Regions from separate parts of the Mus musculus genome. Here region 2 is linked to region 1. The links are chromatin contacts, called in public Hi-C maps. All regions are on one chromosome and are shown on one strand. Each heading gives the region's core, a stretch centred on a gene start, on an enhancer-like site or on the middle of the called end of the contact. The rest is flanking DNA. Distances are from core to core; before and after follow the strand shown. Region 1 holds the start of Adgrl3 (adhesion G protein-coupled receptor L3). Region 2 overlaps Adgrl3 (adhesion G protein-coupled receptor L3).

Region 1 (6,576 bases), core at 672-3,171:
TGGTTTCATACAATAAATCCTAGTCACTAGACTATGCTTATATAGAAACTACATCCACAGTCCTTGAAGCGATAAAATGTTATAGGAGAGAAGCGGGGGGGGGGAGGGGGGGAGGAAGGAAGGAAGAAAGAAAGACATTTTTTAACAATTTCATTTACAAAAGCATCCCAAAGAGGTACAATTAGTTGATGAAGGTCACGTGGGCAAACTTTATCACAGCAGAAGGCATGGAGATAGAACCAAGACAGTTTTCTATATCCTTCATGGTAATTTTTATTGTAGTGAAATCAAAATCATTGAGTCTCTAGGTCCTATCTTTTCGTAGAAAGGTGTGCTTTCAATTTTGCAATGAACTTGTACATTGAGGTAAGTTTCAAGAAACATAAAATGGACTCAAAGCAGGCAATGCTTTAGAAGTCAGCACCCGCATAAAGAACACGTGGAGTAATCTGCACCTGAAAAAAAAAAAAAAGACACTGGCAGAACTCCCAGCCTGGTACCTCATTCACCTAGAGCAGAAGAGTGGGGGAGGAGGAGAACGGGAGGGAGGAAGGGAGAGTGAAGAGATTGAGTGGAGAGAGGGGGGGGGGCTAGAGATGAGTGGAAATGGAGAGCAGAGAAGAGAGAGAGAGAGAGAGAGAGAGAGAGAGAGAGAGAGAGAGAGAGAGAGAGAGAGAGAGAGAGAGAGATGCTCCTATCCAGGAGAGAGATACCCTTTGTCTGACAAACCCTGCAAGGGAAGCCTCCCTTAGCCGCCCCACGGTTCCCACCTCCAAGATTCTGCGGAGCGGCTAGGTGGAGCCCGCGCCCGCGGAGCCCTCGCGGACTCCAGATCCGGGTTTTGCCGGCCGCCCCTTTCCCGGCCTTGGAGCCCCCCTCCCTGGTCCTGGGAGCTCTCTCGCCCCGTCACCCCGCCAGAGGCTCACTCGGGCCTCGGCTGCGTTGGCCGCTGCGCTCACGCTGCCTGTCTGCGGGCGCGACCGCCCCCTCCGCCCGCTCGGCCCGCAGCGCTCGCTCCAGTTCCCAGGAGCGGGGATGCAGATGGCACGGCCGGGCCAGGAGGGCGACGCCGCCACCGCTGCCGCCGCCGCCGCTGCTGGCATCTCGCGGACTGCGCGCTGCCTCCGCTCCCGCAGCTGCTACTGCTGCTGCTGCCGCCGCCACCGCCTGTGACTCGCCCCCCCCCCTCCCCTTTCTTTCTTCTCGCTCTCTCTTTTATTTATTTATTTATTTCGTTGGCCTCAGTCTTCTCCCTCCGGGTGTGCGCGCGCGGGCTGCACGGTGTGCTGGGGCAGGAGCTCGCCCCTGTGTGTGCGCGCGAGGGGAAGAGCGTGTGCGTGTCTGGAGGGCGCCCCGAGCCTCAGTGGCTCCGGTGGGGAGTCCAGAAGAGAAAAAAATAAAATTAAATAAAATTAAAAAAAAAAAAAAAAGAGGACCGAAGCCGGCGGCCGAGGAGGAGGTTGGCGGTGACGGCATCGGCTCAGACCCCGGGCCGGGCGATGAAGCTCCCGCATGCCCGAAGCTACCCGGCCTGGCCGGCGAGCTGATAGGCGACCACCGGAGCTCGGGGCTCGCCCCCCGCGGCAGGCACGCAACCCTCGGCGACCCGGCGCCCGCTCTGCCCGCGCGTCCACGCCGTGCACCCGGCAAGGAGTTTGCGCGGCTCGCGCCTGGGCTCTCGGAGCGGGTTGCGGGCGGCAGAGCGGACCCTCTGCTGCCGGAGCACCTCGGGGGCAGCAGGAGGAGGACGGCGAGGAGGACTGGGCGGAGAAGCCACTACTGGTCCTCGCCGCTGCCCCTACCTATCCCCTCCCTCTCGCTCGGAGGCGGAAAGGGGAGGACGAGGAAGAAGAAGAAAAAGAAAGAGAAGGGGGGTGGGGTGGGAGAACTGGATATAAAGATCGGCTGCGGGGGGGGGGATGGTGGAAGATTTTTGGTCTCCTCAGCAGCTGCTTTTCTTGCGGCGGCGGCGGCGGCGGCGGCTGCAGGAGGAGGGAAAGCAGCTCTGGTTATGACTGCCGCATGTTAATAGCTCCCGCTTGGGTCCACCGGCTGCAGCGAGAGACACAGCCTGACTCCGAAGTTGTGCAACTGTGCCCTGAGAGAGACATTTGAACCCTCCTTCTCTTTGCTCCGCTTTTGCCCCCCTGGGGCGTGTGAAGCGAGGAAACGTAAAGGAAGACTAGCATTGGCTTTCCCGGCTTCCCCTTTCTCCATGGCTGTGTAGAAGAAGAAAGGAAAAGAGACACTTTTTGTTGTTTCTTTGACTGGGGTCTCCACCCTCCTGTCGTCTCTGCGGTTTGATCAGTCGTTGCTTGGTGTGACTGGGGTGTCTACAGTGGGACAGGTCCATCTTTTTTCTGTTTTCTTTTTCTTTCTTCTTCTTTTTTTATTTCTTCTTTTTTTGTGTGTGTGTGTGCCCCGGGGCTCAATGGATGGATTGTGGAAAACTGCACCGGGTTGCAGGTTGTTGAGCAACTGATGGGACCATCTCAGGGACCGGCGGTTACGAAAGGTAATTTATTCTTTGCACTCTTCATAATTGTGGTCGCCCTGGTCGGGCGCAGGCGGCGGCATCCGATGGGCTGGCAACCGAGGGGGTGCGGGGTTCACGTACACTCACCCTTCCACTCACACATTCGCCTTCGCACACTCGCCCTCATGCGCACACTCATCTGATCGTGATGCGGGGCGGGAAGGGAGCCTCCTGGCTGGTGGGCGCTGGGGTTTGGCATGGGTTCGAGGTTTTATCAGCTACTGGGCGATTAGGTGCCAGAGGGAGATATAGAGGAGAAGAGAACCAGCGCACTGTCAGTCGCACACGCCGGGTGACAAGAACGAATCCCACCCCGCGCATTTTCCCTGCCCTGTCACCCCAATGCCGTCCTTTAGTAGGGGCAGAAAGCAGCCAAGGGGGCGCCTTTTCTCCGCTAGTCTGGAGCAACACTGGACGTGGGAACGGGTTGGAGGACGAACAGGGACCGGGTGAGGAGCGCAGTTCGGGGTGATGGCGAATGTGTGGTGGTGAGCCTGGTTGATCCTCCCTAGACGCCTGCCTTGGAACATCCAAGGTGGCTGAGATTGCCCAGGTCGCGCCCCTGAGAAGTGGAATCGGGTTGCCTCCAAAAATCTCTCTTGAGTATCTTCCAGCCGGGCAGTTTGATTTCGACCTGAGTGCCTAGGCTTTGTTGAGCGATTTAGCTAGAGAAAGCTGGTCAGTTTCGTGAGTGTCACGGGGTTGAGCTGTGCCAGGAGTGAGCACCCAGTGTGGAGAGGATGTTCAATGGGTCGGGCGTCCGCGGCGCCGGGGTGCGGTGGGCAGAGCAGTGGTGGCCCTGGTGGCGGGTTACAGGTAGGCGAGCTTGCACCTGGGTGCTTCTCTTGGGAGATGGGCAGTCTCTGGGCTCAAGTGGAGCGCGAGGACCAGCACTGGACAGCCTCTGGTTCTAGCCCAGAGGAGGCTGCTGGGCATGCGGGATATCCAGCAATGCAGCCCACTGTTTGGAAGGGTAGTTGACCAGTGGTCGGCGTGCGTGGTATCTGTGTGTCTAGGATCCTGTGCGCTTAGGGTGGCGGGCAGACCTGTGCAGGGATAGGAGAGCTGAAGCTACTTAGGTCAAGCTTGTTCATAGAAATCGCTTGGGATCTGCTTAGCTGGAAAAGCTGGTTTGAGAAGGCCCAGAGGGCCCCCGGTGGGGTTGCGAGGAAGCCTGGCGGCAGGTTCCCTCTCCCCTAGAGATGCGTGCAATGTTTGGAGTTGCTGGTGCAGCGCTCCACCGTATCCCAGATTGGCCTTGATTAGACCTGCTAGAGCAGTCGCCTCTCGCAGATTTGCGGTAATCAAGTATAGCCCCCACAGAATCCTTGGTCTCCGGAATGATCTGGCCACATTCCTCGCCCGAACAGAAACGTGTGTTGCTTTTATCGATAGCCAGTGAGAGAGCAGTTGGGAGAACCGGAGGCTTGGGAGCCACCTCCCGAGTGTCTCCTCCCTGAGGCTCCCATGGCCCCAGACTGCAGTAGTTAGAGAACATTGTAAACAACAGTGTAAGCATCTTTGCCACTGTCTCCCTCAGAGCCGAACCTGCTGGTGGCTGTTGTGCTTACTTTCCTGGGTGGCTTACTCATTAGGAAGTGTAAGGCTGCTTGCACCTCTGATTTTACATCCTTGCAGCCAGCTGCCGGGGAAATGAGGAGACACATAGATTCTGGCAGGAAGGGAAAAAATGCCTTCTGTGTTTTGCTCCGAAGTAAATAGGAGGTCTGCTAATTTTAGAGTCATATGGTCTGTCTTCGCTAGTTAGAGAATGGTGTCGTAGAATCTGCAAGGAACCACTATAGTAATTTTTTTTTTTTTGCTTTTGCATTTGGACAGTCAGCTGCATTTGTCTATGAGATAACAGAGGTCAGGCAGCTCCCTAATTCATTTTTCAGTCTATAATGTACTCAGTGATCAGCAGTTCTCGCGCCCAATTTACCTGTATGCACATTACATGTAGAATTGCCCGTTGTTTTCCAGCCTCACGCAAAAGAGGATACCAGATCATTTGTGTAGGAAACAGGAGGATGTTTATGCTGAATTTCCTGTTAGCTTCGAGTTCTCTTCTGTTTTGCTTTGTGTTTTTCTCCCTTTAAGTAGTGAAGGGACGGGTAACAGATGTGCAGAGATAAACACTTCTTAATAAACTTAGGCTTGAAAGATAACTCTTTTTTTTTTGAAATGCAATAAGTAAAATACTTTGCACTACTGAGTCGTCTATTACTTCTGACTACTTTGATGTCTGTGCAAAATGGCTAGGTTCTAGTTTACTTTAAAAGAAAGAAAACACTTTGATTTAAGTGTAAGTTTTAAAGGTTCTGACCACAAAGGACAAGTACAGTATAATGAATTATTCACTCATGCCTAATTTTGATTAAATTATATTTTCTAAGACATTTATAGGAGATAAAGATATTTATAGAAGACAGTATACGTGACCACGACCCTTCTAAAACCACTTAGAATTATAGAATCTTGATTCCTATGTTTTTTTTTCCTTCTGATCTTTCTTGCGGCCAGGGGGGGGGGGGGTGTTGTGTGAAAGTTTCTTTACGTGGAACCATGTCTGAGGATTGTAGACTACTTCCTCTCCACTTTTGGCAGCTCTCACGGCAGTGATGTACAGTCTTTATCCTAGAAGATCCCGTCAGATCTGTTCTGTTTCCTAGCTGCATGTGTTCCGTTTCCTAGCAGTCATACATTCCACAGGTCCTGATGTCATTAGGCCTGCCTCTGTCAACTGGTTGCGCTGTCTTTAAGCAAAGGTGAATATGTCAAGAGCATTTGCATGCCATTCCTTTGTACTCTGTACTCGTCTCTCACTAAATAATCAGTAATCTGTCCCTCTGGAGTGTGCGGCCAAGTGGGCTCTTTTCCTTACTCAGGGAAGAGGCACGATGAGTACCAAGGTTTACGTGAACTATTGGATTTCTTCAAATGGAGATGCTGGGCTGCATCAGGCATCCCTGGCCAGAGGAGTGATAAGCCGGCCTGTGATTTATCAGCTTGGAAAATGCTTTTGATGTCTCAGTTTCGGTAGCTTAGTACGAAGATTACGCTTCCCACGGAGGGCCCTGCTTCAAAATATGAATGAAAGGTCATTCTGAAATCATTTCCTTAATAATATTCCCCTTGCAGTTTTCAGAGCCCTCCTCCCACACCCCTTGAGGGAATCGTGGCCAGTGTGGGACTTACTGGCTCCAGCTGCTGAGTCTGGCATTGATTCTAGTAGTCAGCAACAGGCAACATTTTTATGGACTTGATTCATCAGAGCTATAGCCTAGAAATCCTAAGTAGTAGATTAAGAACGATTCGAGGATCACTCTAGTCAAATCATAATGCAAAAGTGAGTTCTTTTACAGTTTTGATACGGGCCACTTTACAGTTTGGTTGGAACTCTTCAAAAGGGCTGCCAAATGCAAAGGACAGTTCCTGTCCAAAGGCGAGCATTCTGCTTCAGGAACCAGCAAGGAAACCCAAGCGGGATTTTGGTATTTAGGATCATGCACTGAGTTTGAGAAATACTGAGATGCACTGAGCGGTCGGGGCTAAGAGCGGCAGAGAGGAGAGGCAGCTCAGATTTTCCTATGGCTCACAAATGGCTCTTTTGCCTTTGATTCCTTGCATTGGCATCACATTCAAAATATCCACTTGCTCACTTAGGATAGGTTGAAGATGCATTGTAACTTACCCTTGGTTTGCCTGTTAGGCCTGGGATAGGCTTCAATTATTGATGCACTTCATTCCTGTCTTTTTATTGTGTGCAAGTTCATTTACTTAAAGAATGTCTGGGTTTATCATGAGACAAAAGTAATCAAATATAAAGGCATTCTGGTATTTTTTGTTTATTTGTTTGTTTTCTCATGGCATTTACATGGGTGCATGCACATAGTTGTGGAGATTTTTCATTCTTACAGAGTAAACTCCAGCATTGCATTCATTGTGAACTTGATACTGATGCTCATATACATTTGAGACACTGGTGTGAACTTGTTTCTAGATAACACTAGTGATTTCTTATGCTCTGCAGCCCCTCT
Region 2 (6,797 bases), core at 201-2,700, 120 kb after region 1:
GAACGGGGAGGAGACAAGGAGGCACACCAGAGCATGCAGACTCCACTTGGAGCAGAGGAGAGGGCCTCAGAAGCTCTTGTCATATTAACTCTTGCCCATTCTCTGCTATCCTTGAAAGATCTGTTTGAGTTAGGGCAACATGCTTTGTCTTCCTACGTCAGTGTGCTGAGGGCTTCTTTGAGGTAGGATTATTATTCTTAACCTGCTTGCTATTGCCAGCTTATTCTTAAGAGGTTAATTGACCTTGGCAGCTTAATGGCATCGGAAATTCAGAAGAAAATCAAACCATTAGTGAGGCAACAGCTACAAAAATAAATCCCGCAAAGCTTGTATATTAATTAATAATGGGAACTGTTTGGAATGAGAGCTTAATGGCAACATAAAATAGAAATTATTAAAAGGCACATGTAAAACCTAATGCCATAAGAAATTTGAAGATCCACCAGCCTTATAAAAGACAGCAAGCAGTGAGAGGGATAGAGAGCACACAGCCAGCTGATCTAGCTCCTTCATTTTTTGTGGAGCTTGAACAGCTAGTTCTATGAAACAGCACAGTGCTATGTTCTCTTTCTATTTTATTGTTCTTTTACTTAAACTACACTTCCAAAATACACTTCCAAAGTTCTTTGATTACATTTGGCCTTACATGTTCTTCCAAGACTGTCACTCCAAGTCAAGGGCTCCCTAGAAAATATAGTTACTAATATTATTTTTAATAAGAAAAAGTATAAAGTTTTAGATATTTCTCATCATTTATTGACTTTTCAAGATGGCTGAGAATATTAGGAAGAAGGAAATTTCATCTGTCTGTTGTGTTATTTAAATGGATTAGAACATAGTGTATTAAAAGATGGCTTTGTCTCCTGGAATGATATCTGACCCGTAATCCCAGGGAAGACTTCATTGACATCTTTTTAATCCCTTATCTGTTTATCGCCACCTAACTTTGGAGCTGCCATAGATTAAAAGTCAGTAGTTACCCCTGTCATGCACCTGGCATATCATCGGGTCATCTACTCATTGTTTCTGTGCAATCAATAGCCAGATGGGTGCTTCTATCAAAACATTTCCCCATTGTTCTTTATCATTAATCACGAATCACACTCAGATTTATTTAAGTAAAGTCCTTTCTGGATAAATCATGTATAGTGTCATAGTGACTTTACATAAGACTAGAAGCCTTATTTGTGCATTGAAAATGTTGGCAGCATGGGAAGAGAAGATGCTGACAATCCATTGGTTCAGATTTTTGGACATTACATAATCTCACTAGTGATCCAACAATAGATATCATGGGCATTCTACATAATAATATTTTTAAATGAAAGAGAGCTTTGGTTGTCCCATAAATCATCTTTCCAAGAAAACGAACTGTTCTTGCAGTTAGAATGGCAGATGGAACAGCTCTGTACCAGTGGGGGGCTGTTCTTTCCTGCCAAGGATATTGAGGAAAGAAGGAATTATGCTAATCTGTCTATTTTTCTCTGTTGCAATAGCTATATATATGTCTATATATATATATCCATATAGAGATACACACACACACACAATGTGCACTCATGGGGTGTGATTTTATTATTTTTTGGCCCTTGGCACATAGTTCCAATTGCACAGAATGCATATGCACTATTTTATATTTAAATACTATATGTGTAATACATTATTGTAAGGTCTCCTGCGTGTTGAAACTCATAAAAATCATGAGTTAAGGTATAGAAAATACTTCAGGTATTCTTTCTGGCTGCCCATTTTCTGAGATAATGTACAGATTATGAGAGTACTCATAAAAGCAGAGATATTTTAAGTCTTTGTAAAGCCAATAGTGAAAAAATAAAATGAACCAACTCAATATTATTCCCCATGTTAAGAACAAAGGATGAGAGGTGAGGCCATCCACAATACTGGCTTCTGATGGTTCTGTTCTATTTCCTGAGACACGCATACATGCACATGCACGAACATACAGACACACACATACACACATGCAATCCTGTCATGATAAAACACTAACTAAAAGCAGTTTGTAGAGGAAAAGAGTTTATTTCAACTTAAACTTCGAGGTCACAGTGCATCATGAGGGAAGTCAGAGCAAAAACTGAAAGCAAAACAGGGACTGGAAGCAGAGGCTATTGGGTAATGCTGGTTCCTGGATTCTCGATGCCTCATACTCTGGGTTTCTTATAGAGCCCAGGCCAACCCTGGCTTTCCTACCAGGCCTTACCTAAGCTGTAACACAGAATGGTTCACTGGTTTACACAGTGGGCTGAGTCCTCCTACATCAATTAGCAATGAAGACAGTGCCCACTGGCTAGTATGACCTTGACAATTTATCAACTGAGGTCCCTTCTAAAGTGTGTCTAGTTGACACCTGTGGAAGGTAACTAAGAAAAATGCTTGAAGGCCTGAGATGGGCATTGTAGCAACCATCTGTAATCTCAGCACCTGAGAGGCAGAAGCAGGATAAGCATCCTAAGGTGAATGCCAGCCTAGTCTATAGGAACTTCTGAGCTAGCCATAACTACATAGTGAGACTCTCTAAAAACAATCAGCCCACCAAGTAAAATTTCCAGACCCACGCAAAAGCAGCACCTATTTTACTTCTTTTAAGGACAATAAACAATATTGACCTTCCATGTTTCCCAAAGACCTGGCTTATTCCTGGGTATGTCAAGTGGTCTCAGGACACACAACTGTATCCTACTCTTAAAATAGTATATTTTATGAAAATTATTTAGCTTAGGTAATCACAAGGGTATTGAAAGGGCAAATTCAGATTAAAGGCTAACTTCTTTGAGTTTTTATTTCTAAAGAGAAGTGAAAAACTATAAGCCAACTCCTTAAAGTGACAACTTTCTAGGAAATCCTTTATCACACAGTCTTCTATCTCAGCAGGATATATATATATATGAAATTCTCATTTGCTTCTACATCTTGCCCCACTTCATAGGACTATAACTGAATCTAATTTCATTCCAAGTGCTTTTGGACCCGATACATAAAGTGTCCCTAAATATACTAGGCATATTATAAAAATAAACTTGGAAAGAAAGAATGTGCAGAATTCTTGACCAGAACATGATTGTGGATGGATATGTAGTATCTGAAATGTGATCTTCTACTATGATAGAGAAGCAATAGTAGAATATATAGATCTTAAGCAAGGATATTCTAATATGTCAAGTTTCTCTACTTTGTGATCTCTTCTTGAATGATGAACAATACTGTTAAGACACAAAACCAAATGTTTACATTTGTAGTTATTCAAGATATCTCAGGCCATGGTGTGCTGACAAATACAGGTTTTTCCAACTGAATGGTTTGTTTTCTCCTTCATCTGTACCGGGTCATTTGCTTGGCTACCTCTTCCCTAAACAAGGATTTGTAGAAATGATTCATTGTTCAAGGAGGCTTCAACACTGACAAAGAACTGGAAGACCAAGGTGTGCATAGAGGGCGAGCCTTCTCAGTTTTTAGATTTGGAGTTGGGTATGTGGCTCACACCTATACTCCCAACTCTCCAGTAGCAGATGCTGGATGACTGCTCCAAACTCAAGCCACCCTCTACAAGAAGACCAGGGAAAGTAGTCTGTCAGTATGTGGAATCTGCTAATGTGGTGACCAGTGACAATGTATTTTCTGCAGTTACTCTTCCTAATAAAAGCAAACAAACAAACAAAAACCTCGCATATTACACAGCAAATGGAGATACATGAAATACCAGCATTTGAGAGGCTGAGGCAGTAGGCTGGAAAATGTCTAGGTCATTTTAGGATAAGTAAGTAAGTAAATAAAAATAAATAAATGCTTGGCGTTTTGTGCTTTTGTTCTCAACAGCACTTTCAGCACACAATTATGTTCATGAAATGTTAAAAGTTTAGAAGAAAATTCAAAATGTGGAAATATAACACTATCTCACTCTAATAATTATTATCAGCTAATTAAAGCAGATAGCGTTGAGAATGCTTAAACACATTCTTATCATCAAAAGATCAGTAGTTAGGGTGATGAAATATGTTGAGGATGGTAAACAAGGATAATGCGATGCTACATATTTTTCCAATTCTATAAACAATGCAAAGAATGAACTCTTAGGAAATATGTCTGTCCCTCTCTCCAGGGAGGCCGCTAACAGGAGGATATGTGTGTGAAGTTTATTGTCTTTGATTCATCCTTGAATCTTCCACTTAGTTTTTTTTCTCTAGACTTAATCTATTCTTAAAGCATCCAGGAAAAGAAGGAGTAGAATTGGGTAAGGCAGTTTTGCAATTTACTTTTAGATCTCAACCTATTCTAGTGTTAATGTTTGTGATAGAAGGCCTTAGTCTAGATATTGTGTTTTCCATGTAGATATCCAGTTGGTCCAGTGCCATTGGCTAAACTAACTCTTTCTGCATCTCTTAATTACCTCTTAATTTTTGATTAGTAGCTGTCACTTGGAACCAGTGTTTTCTTCTTCTAGAAGTCTGAACATGTGTAGGAAATGATTTTTGGAAGTAACAATTAGGTGGGGAATGTTTTTGTAATCAAGTCAGTAGAGGTCACAGAGAAGTGAGATAGTCCCCTTCCATAGCACAGCTATCTTCACTCCTAATACCAAAAGTACTATGGTCAGGGAAATTCAATTTTTCTCATTCTCCATGCTTGCTTGATCCCTCCCTCCTCCCCTCTCTTCCTTCCTTTCTTTATTTCCTTTGCAATGAGAAAGGATCTGTATCCATTATTAGTTCACTCACTGGATACCTTTTAAATAATTACTATAACTTACAATCTTATTGATAATTGAAAGTATGGATATGGGTATAGTCTCTTGATGTAACATGATGTCTGAAGGGAAGACAACCAAGGAGAGGACATTTAAACTGAGATTTGAAGAAGATTTGGTAAAATGTTAAGAGTAGCATGTGACAGAGTGTGGAAAGGAACAGTGCTCAGAGAAAAGGGAAACACTCCCAGAGATATACCTAGTTCAGTTACTCAGAGAGGAATTTCTCAGCTTCTGCCCAAATTTGATTTTCTTTTTATTTTAAATTGAAAATATTTTTTCATATATTATATTCTGCATTGCTTTCTTATTCTTCCTCCAAAATTCTTCCTACCTTCCCACCCATTCAACTCTACTCCTTCATTCTCTTTCCCTCTCTTAAAACAAACAAGCAAATAAAACAAACAAACCAAAATCATAAAACGAACAACAAAAACAAAAAGCATGAGACACACACACACACGCACATGCACATACACACACCTCTTAAAAACACAAATTCAGAAAAAATGTAATATACAAGCAAAAGATCAGAATGGGGGTAAATTCATATGAGACAAGAAAAAAGACTTACAATTCAAAGCAATATGAACCAAAAAAAGGATGTCTCCAAAAATACCACTGACTTTGTTGTGAGTTGCTCATCTACTGCTGTGTGAAGGACCTGCCCTTATTGTTGTTTGTGTACCTGGTAAGACTTCACTGGAGAGAACTAAGGTTTTCATTCACATATCCTTGGACCTAGAACTCTTTATTGATTCTGAACTGATGCATCACACCATAGGTGATATTTGCATCTCTAACTATTTCTATGACAGGATTAATAAACAGCTTATAGCTGCTCAGGAGCTGCATGGATCAGTTAACCTCCAACTTAAATTAGCTGCTGATTCTGTGATTCTAGCCTTAGGATGTTATGCAAAGACTTTGAGTGATGTTCTCTTTTAAAAGACCAGAAGCAAAACCTATCAGTGGCCATGGGAAAAAGCAAAAGTGCAGGACCTGTGATTTCAGTGGAGAAGGTTCTACAGAGGAAGCAACCAAGCTGGTCTTGCTTTAAATCCTGGAAACTTACATTTAACCATACCTTTCATTTCTACCATAAAGCCCTGGAACCAATGAAAGTTAGACATCTATAGACATAACAATTAGCCACACTTGGATAAGGGTTTTTAAAAGTTGTTTTCTCAACACTCCAATAAAATCATTTTCACTTAAAGAACACTGTTTCTCCACAGTGCACTAAGTGACAGATGGATTTAGTTTGGTTCTGCCTTCCACTTTCTGGTGAGTTCTGCAAAGTTATTGTTAAGAAGTACCACGTACTGCCTTCCCAGCAACTGTACATTGAAGTACCATGATATGCCCTTACATCAATTGATATTTAAAAGAGATATTGTATAGTGTCCCAACAACACTGGGGCACTGATGACACCACAGCAAAGAACTGTGGCCAGGAAGTATGCTTCCATATAGGAAGACAGATTACAAAGTATTACAAATAATTTACTAAGAATAATTCCAGAGAGTGATCACCACAATGAGAATAATGCAGATTTTGTTTGTGTAAATGTACTTGAGACTGGTAGGAGTACATTCATCATATACTGTTAGTTTCAGATGGAATTATGAGGACAGAAAGCTATTTCCTGAAGTCAAAAGATATTGGTGTGTTTACTTTCTTCTTGAATATATTATAGTAGATCTATCTTTGTATATCATTCTAGTACAGTTTTGAATGGCACATATTGAACTGTGAAGTGCAATTGCAAATTAGTTGAGAGATAAATATACTATCAGTTTATCATAGTTATGGATTGGAAAATGAAAGAGAAAAGTTGAAAACCATCTTTCCTGAGGAGTCAGGAGAGTCTATAACAATTTCATTAACAGTATATCTTCTTAAATCTTGCATTCCTTGACAGTATGATTTAAGTACTAAAGATAAATTTGAAGATGTCATACACTATGAAAGTATTTGACATTCATCTAAACTCTGTGTGTGTGTTTTCTTTCTTCACTACATCTTAATAAC

What was found. A called contact is a pair of places that touch in the nucleus more often than the background predicts.
Region 2: a contact with region 1 is called in a Hi-C map of cerebellum, with 3 times the contacts expected there. The contact joins the enhancer-like site here to the promoter of Adgrl3 in region 1. A contact is called at or near these places in 2 of 39 promoter capture datasets (hippocampal neurons and neutrophils), 4 of 484 Hi-C or Micro-C datasets (bone marrow-derived dendritic cells, cerebellum, cortical neurons and 1 more), 2 of 115 datasets of contacts at active chromatin or transcription factors (embryonic limb bud and neural progenitor cells) and 2 of 9 other capture datasets (adipose tissue and liver).

What each region holds. Positions count from the first base shown.
Region 1 is chr5:81,018,831-81,025,406 of GRCm38.p6, forward strand. It overlaps Adgrl3 (adhesion G protein-coupled receptor L3), which reads left to right and starts at 1,922. Exons shown (of 27, transcript NM_001359828.1): 1 at 1,922-2,515.
Region 2 is chr5:81,135,166-81,141,962 of GRCm38.p6, forward strand. The region is part of intron 2 of Adgrl3 (adhesion G protein-coupled receptor L3); the gene reads left to right. Among named protein-coding and RNA genes, the nearest start is that of Adgrl3, 120 kb to the left of the region's middle. Within about 2 kb of position 1,451, at least 4 of the 459 cell types and tissues checked have an H3K27ac peak or open chromatin away from gene starts, as enhancers often do. A contact at or near this core is called in cerebellum, where this site is marked.